2 separate regions of the Macaca mulatta genome follow, and region 1 is linked to region 2. Evidence: chromatin contacts called from public Hi-C data. All regions are on one chromosome and are shown on one strand. Each heading gives the region's core, a stretch centred on a gene start, on an enhancer-like site or on the middle of the called end of the contact. The rest is flanking DNA. Distances are from core to core; before and after follow the strand shown. Region 1 holds the start of CRKL (CRK like proto-oncogene, adaptor protein). Region 2 holds the start of SNAP29 (synaptosome associated protein 29).

Region 1 (5,232 bases), core at 2,188-4,687, 70 kb after region 2:
TTTTTTTTTTTTTTTTTTTAATAGAGATGGGGTTTTGCAATGTTGGCCAGGCTGGTCTCTAACTCCTTGCCTCAAAGGATCCACCTGCTTCACCTTCCCAAAATGCTGGGATTACAGGTGTGAGCCACTGCACCTGGCCAGGAGCAGATAGTTTATATAGACAGATAGTACACCCTGAAAAGATGAGGTAAAGAGGGCTGCTGAAAAGGGAGTGAGTCAGCAGCTAATGTTCAATTTTCATTTTTCTCTGGCTTCCTCCCATCTTTATCCATCTACATTCAAAAACCATATATTATGTATTGGCTGGGCGTGGTGGCTCACGCCTGTAATCCCAGCACTTTGGGAGGCCAAGGCGGGCAGATCACGAGGTCAGGAGTTTGAGACCAGCCTGGCTAACATGGTGAAACCCCGTCTCTACTAAAAATACAAAAATTAGTCAGGCATGATGGCGCGTGCCCATAATCCCAACTACTCAGGAGGCTGAAGCAGGAGAATCACTTGAACCTGGGAGGCGGAGGTTGCAGTGAGCTGAGATTGCACCACTACACTCCAGCCTGGGCGGCAGAGTAAGACCCCGTCTCAAAAAAAAAATAGTATGTATTATGTGCTAGGTACTGGGAACAGAAAAAATAATATACAGCAGCCTGCCCTCAAGATGCTCAGATTGGGATGAGAAAAATATTTATAAACAATTACAAAAGAATGCGATAAAAATTAATTTAGGCTGTGACCACAGTGTATACATAGTAATCAGAGAGTATGGTCAGTTTTGGTTCTGCTTTTAGAATATGTGTTTGGAGTCACCAGAGATGTGACCCCTGAATGCTTCATGATGATTATTAGCCTACTAAAGGAAAAATTATAGAGAGGTGAAGGAGGCTCTACACTTAGAGGGCAGAGAGTGGGTTGCTGTGGCTCACATCTGTAATCCCAGCTACTTTGGAGGCTGAGGCAGGAGGGCTACTTGAGCCTGTGAATTTGAGACCAGAGTCAGCAACAGAGAGACCTGTCTTTAAAAACAAAACAAGGCTGGGCGCGGTGGCTCACGCCTGTAATTCCAGCACTTTGGGAGGCCGAGGCAGGCGGATCACAAGGTCAGGAGATCAAGACCATTCTGGCTAACATGGTGAAACCCTGTCTCTACCAAAAATACAAAAAATTAGCCGGGCATGGTGGCGGGCGCCTGTAGTCCCAGCTACTCCGGAGGCTGAGGCAGGAGAATGGCGTGAACCCGGGAGGCGGAGCTTGTGGTGAGCAGAGATCGCGCCACTGCACTTCAGCCTGGGCAACAGAGCGAGACTCCGTCTCAATAAATAAATAAATAAATACAAACCCCAAAAAGCCTAATTCAGTCAAAGCATGGGTGGAAGTCAGATTTGGTTGAGTAGCTGGGCGAGTGGCTCTCGCCTGTAATCCCAACACTTTGGGAAGCCAAGCTGGGAGGATCACTTGAGCCCAGCAGTTCCAGACTAGCCTGGGCAATACAGTGAGACCTCATCTCTACAAAAAATTAAATAATTTTAAGTCACCACTGGGATTACAGGTAGTGGCTCACGCCTGTAATCCCAGCCCTTTGGGAGGCTGAGGTGGGTGGATAATGACATCAGGAGTTCAAGACCAGCCTGGCCAACATGGTGAAACCCTGTCTCTACCAAAAATATAAAAATTAGCTGCGCATGGTAGTGCGTGCCTGTAATCCCACCTACCCGGCAGGCTGAGGCAGGAGAATTGCTTGAACCTGGACCCAGGAGGCAGAGGTTGCACTGAGCCGAGATTGCGCCACTACACTCCTCCAGCCTGGGCTACAGAGCGAGAGTCGGTCACAAAACAAAACAAAAAAACAGAAAAAACGCTGGGCAAGGAGCAGGTGATTATTAAGTGGTAAATCTGACAGTGAAAAGCAGTTAGAAAACGAAGTGGAGATTTTTCTCTCCTCCCTCACCCACCGAGGGTATGCTCAGGGTTTTAGGCTATAAAGGTACAGGCCCAGGGAACGAGTGAATAATAATAATGGAAGACTCATATGATGCTTATGTGCCAGGTACTATTCTAAGCACTTTGCATATATTAGCTTATTTCATACATAGCTGGGCCGGGCGCCTCACATCTTGGCTGAGGGGGAGGATTGTTTGAGCTCAGGAATCTGAGACGAGCCTGGGCAACATAGTGAGATTTCGTCTCTATTAAAAATAAAAAAAAATTAACTGGGCATGGCAGCGTGAGCCTGTAGTCCCAGCTACTAGGAAGGATGAGGTGGGAGGATCCCTTGAGATGCAGAAATCAAGGCTGCAGTGAGCCATGATAGTTCCACTGCACTCCAACCTGGGTGACAGAAGGAGAACCTGTCTCAAAAACAAAATAAAACAAACAGGCCGGGCACGGTGGCTCACGCCTGTAATCCAAGCACTTTGGGAAGCTGAGGCAAGCAGATCACCTGAGGTCAGGAGTTTGAGACCAGCCTGGCCAACATGGTGAAACCCCGTCTCTACTAAAAATACAAAAATTAGCAGGGCATGGCTGCGGATGGCTGTAATCCCAGCTACTCGGGAGGCTGAGGCAGGAGAATCGCCTGAACCCGGCAGGCGGAGGTTGCAGTGAGCCGAGATCGCGCCCCTGCACTCCAACCTGTGGACAGAGTGAGACTCCGTCTCAAAATAAATAAATAAATAAATAAATAAATAAATAAATAAATAAAAATAGAAAACAACAAAAACAAATAGGGATTAATAAATAGGGAGAAGCAGGCATAATCCAGGGCAGGCGAAGCCTCGGGGCCACGCCCGAGAGGCGTTTGCATTTTACCTTCAACAGTTCAAAGCCCTGGATGGCCAGGTTACCCAATTGTGGACTGCCTTGACTACTTAATTGAGTCAATCTAACCCCCACCTTCTCTCTCCTCTCTCTCCATTTAGCGGGTCACGTAGCCACTAGGGCTTCCTTAGCCTATCAAGCCACCTGGGGACTGAGTCATTCAGTCACCTATCTGGTAGTCACATCTGCCCCTGGAGTCATCCCTTTACTGGGCCACCTCGGCCCATCGTGACCTGTCACTTCTTGAGCTCCCTCAGGCCCCTAGGCTGGCCAGGTCGCCTCAGTGCCACGCCTCCCTGGCCCGCGATTCGGCCTGCACGTTACGCTTTGTTCCCAGAAGCAGGTTTTCGACACGCCGCTCCCTCTCGGCTCCAGCTGTTTTCCTGCCAGCGCTGGGAGACCCGGCAGCCGCAGCGCCCCCAGCGGCGCGCAGCGGCCCAGGAAGAGAGTGCCTACCGCCGGCGCCTCTTCAGCCTCCTCCCGGAACGCGGGAGCGGGCGCGACCAGCGCCCACCCAGATCGTGGTGACGGTGCTCCTCATTGGCAGCATTGTGTGACGCCACGGAAGGGCCCCGGCGGCCGCCGGGAGCCGGGGCTCCGCGCGTGCGCAGACGGAGCGCGCTGAGCGGAGGGGGAGGTGGCTGCCGCTTCTCCCGCGTCCGCCATTTTGTTGCTGTAGCTATTGGGAACGAGCTGGGCAAAACCATCCCGGAGGCGCGACGCTCCTTCGAGTTCGGTGCCTCGTGTGACGGCGGGGGTCGGTGAAGACCCGTGGAGCTGCGACGCCGGCGCGTTCCAGGCCGGGAGTCACTGGAGGCACCCCTGGGACGCCGAGCAGCCCGAGAACCCCGGGGTGGCCTCAGCTGCGGCTCGGCTTTGCGTGCCCTGACCCCCCGGCTCTGCCCTGCATTCCCGGGCGGCTCTCCGTGAGGCGGCCCCGGAGCAGGCGGGCGGCGTTGGAGGATGCTGCGGGCCTGGAGCCGAGAGGAAAGTGCTGGCCCAGCCCTCTGAGCGCTCCTCGAGGTGTGCGAGAGGCCCTTCCTCGGCCCCAAAGCCGTCTGCCGGGCTAAGGCGTGCAGAGCAGGCGAGGACAGCCGCCGCCCCTACCGCCGCAGAGTCCCCGGCCCGACACCATGTCCTCTGCCAGGTTCGACTCCTCGGACCGCTCCGCCTGGTACATGGGGCCGGTGTCTCGCCAGGAGGCGCAGACCCGGCTCCAGGGCCAGCGCCACGGTATGTTCCTCGTCCGCGATTCTTCCACCTGCCCTGGGGACTATGTGCTGTCGGTGTCCGAGAACTCGCGGGTCTCCCACTACATCATCAACTCGCTGCCCAACCGCCGTTTTAAGATCGGGGACCAGGAGTTTGACCATTTGCCGGCCCTGCTGGAGTTTTACAAGATCCACTACCTGGACACCACCACTCTCATCGAACCCGCGCCCAGGTACGCGAGAGCCCGCCCCGACCGCGGAGGAAGGTCGAGAACCGGGTCGGTCGAAGGGTGTTTGTGTAGGGGGGTGGGGCGCGCTTGAACCCATATTCCCCCCATTCTGAACCAAATTATTTTCCAGAAGGCCTTCCTAATGGAAAGCTAGTGTCAGGATCTAGGTCACTGGATAAGAGGATGCGTTTTTGTTTTTTGTATTTTCCTCATGAGGCTGTTTCTCAATGTCAGGAGGATGCGTTTTAAATGTTTAACGGGGGTGGCATAAAATGCACGCTTTTTGCCTTTCGTGACTTTCTCTGGGTGTAATACTGATGCAGGGATTTGCTGGTTTTCCTAAAAACCTTTTTTTTGAGACGGAGTCGCCAGGCTGAAGTGCAGTGGTGCGATCTCGGCTCAATGCCACCTCCGAGGGCCTCCCAGGTTCAAGCTATTCTCCTGCCTCAGCCTCCCGAGTAGCTGGGACTACAGGCTCACGCCACCACGCCCAGCTAATTTTTGTATTTTTAGTAGAGACGGTGTTTCACCATGTTGGCCGGGATGGTCCCGATCTCTTGACCTCATGATCCGCCTGCCTTGGTCTCCCAAAATGCTGGGATTACAGGCATGAGCCACCGCACCCGGCCAAAAACCGTTTTTAGCCATAGACTTCTTTGAGAATCTGGAGATAGCCGAGCACTCACCACCCAAGCCCCACCCCTCCCCGCCAAAGGCACGTACACACAAGTTTGCACACTATCCCAGGTTCTTGTACTCCCTCCAAATCTCTGAACTCCAGGTTAACTCCAGGACTGCAGCCTTTGTAACAGTCGACAAAATGAAACCAAAATATCAAAACTATATATTTGATACTGTGGTGCCAAGTTTGAAGCAGGCCAGACACCACCACTTTTATAGTACGTTAATCACAAAGATAAGGTGCATTGGCTTCAGCGAGGATATTTTTTGGAAAATGTATTTAATATTTTCTCCCCAAG
Region 2 (5,412 bases), core at 1,589-4,088:
CAATCTTGGCTCACTGCAACCTCCGCCTCTCAGGTTCAAGTGATTCTCCTGCCTCAGTCTCCCAAGTAGCTGGGATTACAGGCACGCACCACCATGCCCAGCTAATTTTGTATTTTTAGTAGAGACAGGGTTTCACCATGTTGGCCAGGCTGGTCGCGAACTCCAACCTCAAGTGATTCGCTTGTCTCAGCCTCCCAAAGTGCTGGGATTACAGGCATGAGCCACCACGCCCGACCATAAAATATAATCTTGACAACTGAAGCAGTTATTACTACAAAGCTAAGAATGTTGCAATTACAGAATGTTCTCAAGACTGGTGAACATGGCTGAAGAAGGCAAATTGAGCTCAAGGTGCCCTTTTCTGAGTTACTGATGGAAAGGGTGCTACCACTGCTGGAGCTGCAGGACCAGCTTCTCAAAGATCATCCAATTTCCTGCATTCTCTTCTCTCTTCTCCCAGAATCCAGCAATCAGACATAAGATATACTTGTTGGCTCTCCTGCTAAGAAGCGAATGTGCTGACTAGCTAGCATGAGTTTGATTTAATAAAACAGCACTATGCTGCATTAGTCAGACTACCTAATAACAGTGATCATACATTAGATACCCACAGGCCTTTCTGTTCATCTTCACAATGTTTCCACTAAGTACTATCTTGTATTGACAGAAGATAGCAAAGTATCAGAGAAGGGAACTGACCTGTCTAGAGTCACACTAGTGCAAGAAACTGATACAGGATTTAAATTCAGAGGTCCTATTTTCCAAACTCATGTCCTTTCCATTGCATTGCACTCCCTCTTTAGCTAGAAGTCAGGTTAGCACCAATTTGCCAGGACCTCCTCACCCTGAAGGTGCGTGATAAAATCAAATATGAGGCCGGGCGCGGTGGCTCACGCCTGTAATCCCTGCACTTTGGGAGGCCGAGGCGGGCGGATCACGAGGTCAGGAGATCGAGACCATCCTGGCTAACACGGCGAAACCCCGTCTCTACTAAAATACAAAAAATTAGCCGGGCGCGGTGGCGGGCACCTGTAGTCCCAGCTACTTGGGAGGCTGAGGCAGGAGAATGGCGCGAACCCAGGAGGCGGAGCTTGCAGTGAGCCGAGATCGCGCCACTGCACTCCAGCCTGGGCGACAGAGTGAAGACTCCACCTCAAAAAAATAAATAAATAAAAAATAAAAAATAAAATCAAATATGAGAACCGACAAGGCCAAGGACCAGGTCACTCTGCCAAAAGTGCCTAAAATAGCCTTTCAGCTTCACCCATCAGCAGAGAGCCACAAAACCACTCCCAACTGCAGCAGGCTTCTTTTACTGTCTTCTTATCTTGTCGGAAAACATCCTCTTTCCATTTGCCAAAAAGTTGAGTGGGAAAATAATTCCATCCTTTCGGGGCTAAACATTGTGCTGAGTCTCATCACACACTGGTGGGCAAACAAAGTTGACATTTACTGCTCACCCACTCTGTGCTCAGCCCCGTGAAGACGCTTTATGCTAGAACTCATTTAATTCTCAAGAACCTCCAACCTCATCTCACAAGTAACGATACAGAAGCTCTAAAAGTTGAAGTAATTTACCCAAGAAGACACGGTAAGTGCCAGTGCAGGAAACAAATTTAGGTCTAACTCTAAAACCTGTCTCCTTCCAGATCTCAAGGCACACCACTGAGTTGCCTTTCACCTTTCTCCCAAGATGAGGATTGCTCCGGCACGACTTCACCATTCTCTTCTGAAGCAATCCCGAGTTCACTTCTCTGCCCACTGACAGTTCACTCTCCCTTTCCTGCCACTGTCCCTTCTGCAAACGCACAATCTTTTACCCAATCTAACGCCCCCAGCCTCGTAGAATAACACTGCGCAGTTGGTTTACAGTGAGAAAGCACTTTCAACACAGTGTTTCGTCTTCTAGCCACCGCAGTCCGGTGAAGCCGGCAAAGCAGATAAAAGCATCCCCATTTTAAGAGAAAGGCATTTTCCCAAGGTCGCCGAATAAAAAGCAGCTGAAATCGGAAGCAAAGCCCCAGGTCTTGACCCCTGGTCATCGGCTCATCCCACTGCTCCTCACTGACGCCCGCGATCCAGTCTCCACCCCCGCGATGTCACAAGATGCTCCCTGGGCCAGCAGCTCACGTCCCCCCTACCCCAATCCCACGACCTCCCACCTGCAGCGGCCCTGCAGGCCCCACCGACCCCTCCCCCACGGTCCCTCTCTCTTCACCAGCTCCTCCCTCTGGGGCCTCCTTCCTCAGCTAGATCCCTCCGCTCAGACGCCCCCTCCCGCACAGGCTGCCTGCGAGCCCAGCCTCGGCCTCCCACCGACCTTCGTCCCGCCTCCACGCTTCGCCACCCCAGCCCCTCCTCCTGTCAGCCCGCGGCAGAGCCCGCCGACATTACCTTCTCCAAGGATGCTGGTCTCTGCACCGCCAGGGAGCGGGCCAGTGACAGGACCGTGTTGAAATAGAAACCCCGCGAGGCGCAGGAACCGGAGCCGCCGCCGCCGCCGCCGCCGCCGCCGCCTCCCCGGGCCGGGGCCGCCGCCATCACCTCACGCGCCGCGGCGGTGCCCGCCGGCTCCCCGCTCCCGGCCAGCGAGCGCCCGACCTCAGGGCGCAGGCGTAGGCGCATCCGGCTTTCCCGCCACGTGACCTCTCAGTTGCCGACAGTAGATAGGGCGTGACTGCGGGGCGGGCCCACCGCTGCAGGGGAGAGAGGGGATGGACAGTAGGCTGCGGTTGCGCGCGCCGGGCGTGGGCCCCCCCCAGCCGACCTGCGCGATGGTCGGCTCCGAGGGCGGGGCCACGTGCGCGCGACGCGCGGAAGGAGTTAGCGCGACGATCGCGGGGTCGGCGGGCGGGGCGAGGCCCTGGACGGCGGCGGTGGCTGTTCTCCTCAGTCTCTTTCTCAGACCGAGAGCCACTCCGGCACCATGTCAGCTTACCCTAAAAGCTACAATCCCTTCGACGACGACGGGGAGGACGAAGGCGCCCGGCCGGCCCCTTGGAGGGACGCCCGGGACCTCCCCGACGAGCCCGACGCGCCAGCGGACAGGCAGCAGTACTTGCGGCAGGAGGTGCTCCGCAGGGCTGAGGCCACGGCCGCCAGCACCAGCAGGTCCCTGGCCCTCATGTACGAGTCCGAGAAGGTTGGGGTCGCCTCTTCCGAGGTGAGCCTGGGGCAGGGCTGGTGTGGACCCGCCGGTGTCTGCGTTATCAAACGGAGACGAGAAATGTTTTGCTCACAATCTTGAGAATTCTCAAGTTGCCTAGCATAGATTCTTGCACCTTAGTGACTCAGTGGTGGTAACAGTCTGTTAACTATGTGAAAGTGTGTGCATCTGGGGTACTTGAAGACAGCAGTTTACCCCAGAAATCTTCCTTAGCTGTTAGTCTACTTAGTTGATTTTTTTTCTTACGCCTAGCTCACGGGGAAACGCCAGATTATTTTCTGTGCAGGTGAGTAAAAATTCTGAACAGCAGGTCCTGGGTTAGGAAAATGGAGAGTCTGTTTTTTCGACATTATTTCCTGTGTAAAAGTCTGGCACGGGGTTTCGGCCATTCTTTCCGGAGTGAGCCAGAAAGAGAGGACTATGTGCCTGCGAGTGTCAGGTGGTACCCTGAAGCGTCAGGGCAAGTGGTCCACGAGTTCTTTCCGCGTCATCAACCACATCTCCACCTAACCAACAGAGATATTGAAGGCCTGTCCGCCTAGACAGCTGCCGAGTTGACCAAAGTCTGAGTTTGGTTGAGTCCAGGGCCTTACCTTTACTTCCCAAATCCTAGACACACAGTGTGTGGGTTGAGTCTATTGCTCCAACTCACCTTCATCACGTCTTCCCATCTTTAGATTTCACAGAGTAATACCTTTAATAACAATTATTGTGGCCAAGCGCGGTGACTCACGCCTGTAATTTACCCAGCACTTTGGGAGACCGAGGCAGTCGGATCACTTGGGCTCAGGAGTTCGAGACCCGCCTGGGCAACATGGTGAAACCCTGTCTTCACTAAAATTTAAAAAAAAAAAAAAAAAAAAAAAAAAATTTAGCTGGGTGTGGCAGCGCACCTGTAGTCGCAGCTACTCAGAAGGCTGAGGTAGGAGAATCGCTTGTAGGCGGAGGTTGCCATGAGCTGAGATGTGCTGCTGCACTCCAGCCTAGGCAACAGACCGAGATCCTGGAGGGTCGTTGTTTTTTTTTTTTTTGAGATGGAATCTCGCTCTGTCGCCCAAGCTGGAGTGCAGTGGCACGATCTCGGTTCACTGCAACTTCTGCCTCCCGGGTTCAAACGATTCTCCTGCATCAGTCTCCCGAGTAGCTGGGACTACAGGCACGCGCCGCCACACCCGGCTAATTTTTTTTGTATTTTTAGTGGAGGCGGGGTTTTGCCGTATTGGCCAGACTGGTCTCGAATTCCTGACCTCAGGCGGTCCGCCCGCCTTGGCCTCACAAAGTGCTGGAATTACAGGCATGAGCAACGGTGTCTGGTAGAGAATTGTTCTTTATTGTACACCACATTCTCTCTTCAGCCTACTAATGAAACAGTTTTGTCTGGACAGAGTAAAAAAAAAGGTTTAAAAAAATACAATAAGCTGAGTGCGGTTGCACTTCTGCGGTCCCAACAATGTGTGAGGCCGAGGTAGGTAGATCACTTGAGCGCAGGAGTTCAAGACCAGCAGGCGAAACTCCATCTCTACAAAATTTTAAAAATTAGCCATGCATGGCGGCATGCGCATGTGAGTGCAGCTACTCAGGAGGCTGAGGCAGGAGGATTGCTTGAGCCCAGTATGTCAAGGCTGCAGTGAGCCATGTTCATACCACTGCACTCCAGCTTGGGCGACAGAGCCACACTCTGTCATTTCCCCTTGCTATTTTCTTGGGTTACTTTCCTTCCCCACCTCTCTCTGTTCATGTTATCTCTCATTGATCCACCTCCCTGTGTTTTTGTTTTTGTTTTTATTTTGAGACAGATTCTCGCTCTGTCACCAGACTGGCGTGCAGTGGCACCAACTTGGCTCACTACAGCCTCCACCTCCTGGGTTCAAGTGATTCTCCTGCCTCAGCCTCTTGAGTAGCTGGGACTATAGGCGTGCGCTATCACGCCCGGCTAATTTTGGTTTTAATAGAGATGGAGTTTCACCATGTTGGCCAGAATGGTCTCAATCTCTTGACCTTGTGATACACACACCTTGGCGTCCCAAAGTCCTGGGATTATAGGCGTGAGCCACTGTGCCTGGCCCACCTCCCTGTGTTTAACTGTTGGTTTTTTGTTTTTGTTTTTTTGTTTTGTTTTGTTTGAGATGAAGTCTCACTCTGTCACCCAGGCTGGAGTGCAATGGCGTGATCTCGGCTTGCTGCAACCTCCACCTCCCCAGTTCAAGTGATTCTCCTGCCTCAGCCTCCTGAGTAGCTGGGATTAC

The links. A called contact is a pair of places that touch in the nucleus more often than the background predicts.
Region 1: a Hi-C map of CD4 T cells shows a contact between it and region 2, with 3 times the contacts expected there. The contact joins the promoter of CRKL here to the promoter of SNAP29 in region 2. A contact is called at or near these places in 2 of 14 Hi-C or Micro-C datasets (CD4 T cells and cortical neurons).

The regions. Positions count from the first base shown.
Region 1 is chr10:31,756,287-31,761,518 of T2T-MMU8v2.0, forward strand. It overlaps CRKL (CRK like proto-oncogene, adaptor protein), which reads left to right and starts at 3,438. Exons shown (of 3, transcript NM_001257483.1): 1 at 3,438-4,255. The coding sequence starts at 3,945.
Region 2 is chr10:31,687,380-31,692,791 of T2T-MMU8v2.0, forward strand. SNAP29 (synaptosome associated protein 29) reads left to right here and starts at 2,839. Exons shown (of 5, transcript NM_001261361.2): 1 at 2,839-3,163. The coding sequence starts at 2,927. PI4KA (phosphatidylinositol 4-kinase alpha) reads right to left here and starts at 2,627. Exons shown (of 56, transcript XR_013399529.1): 1 at 2,395-2,627.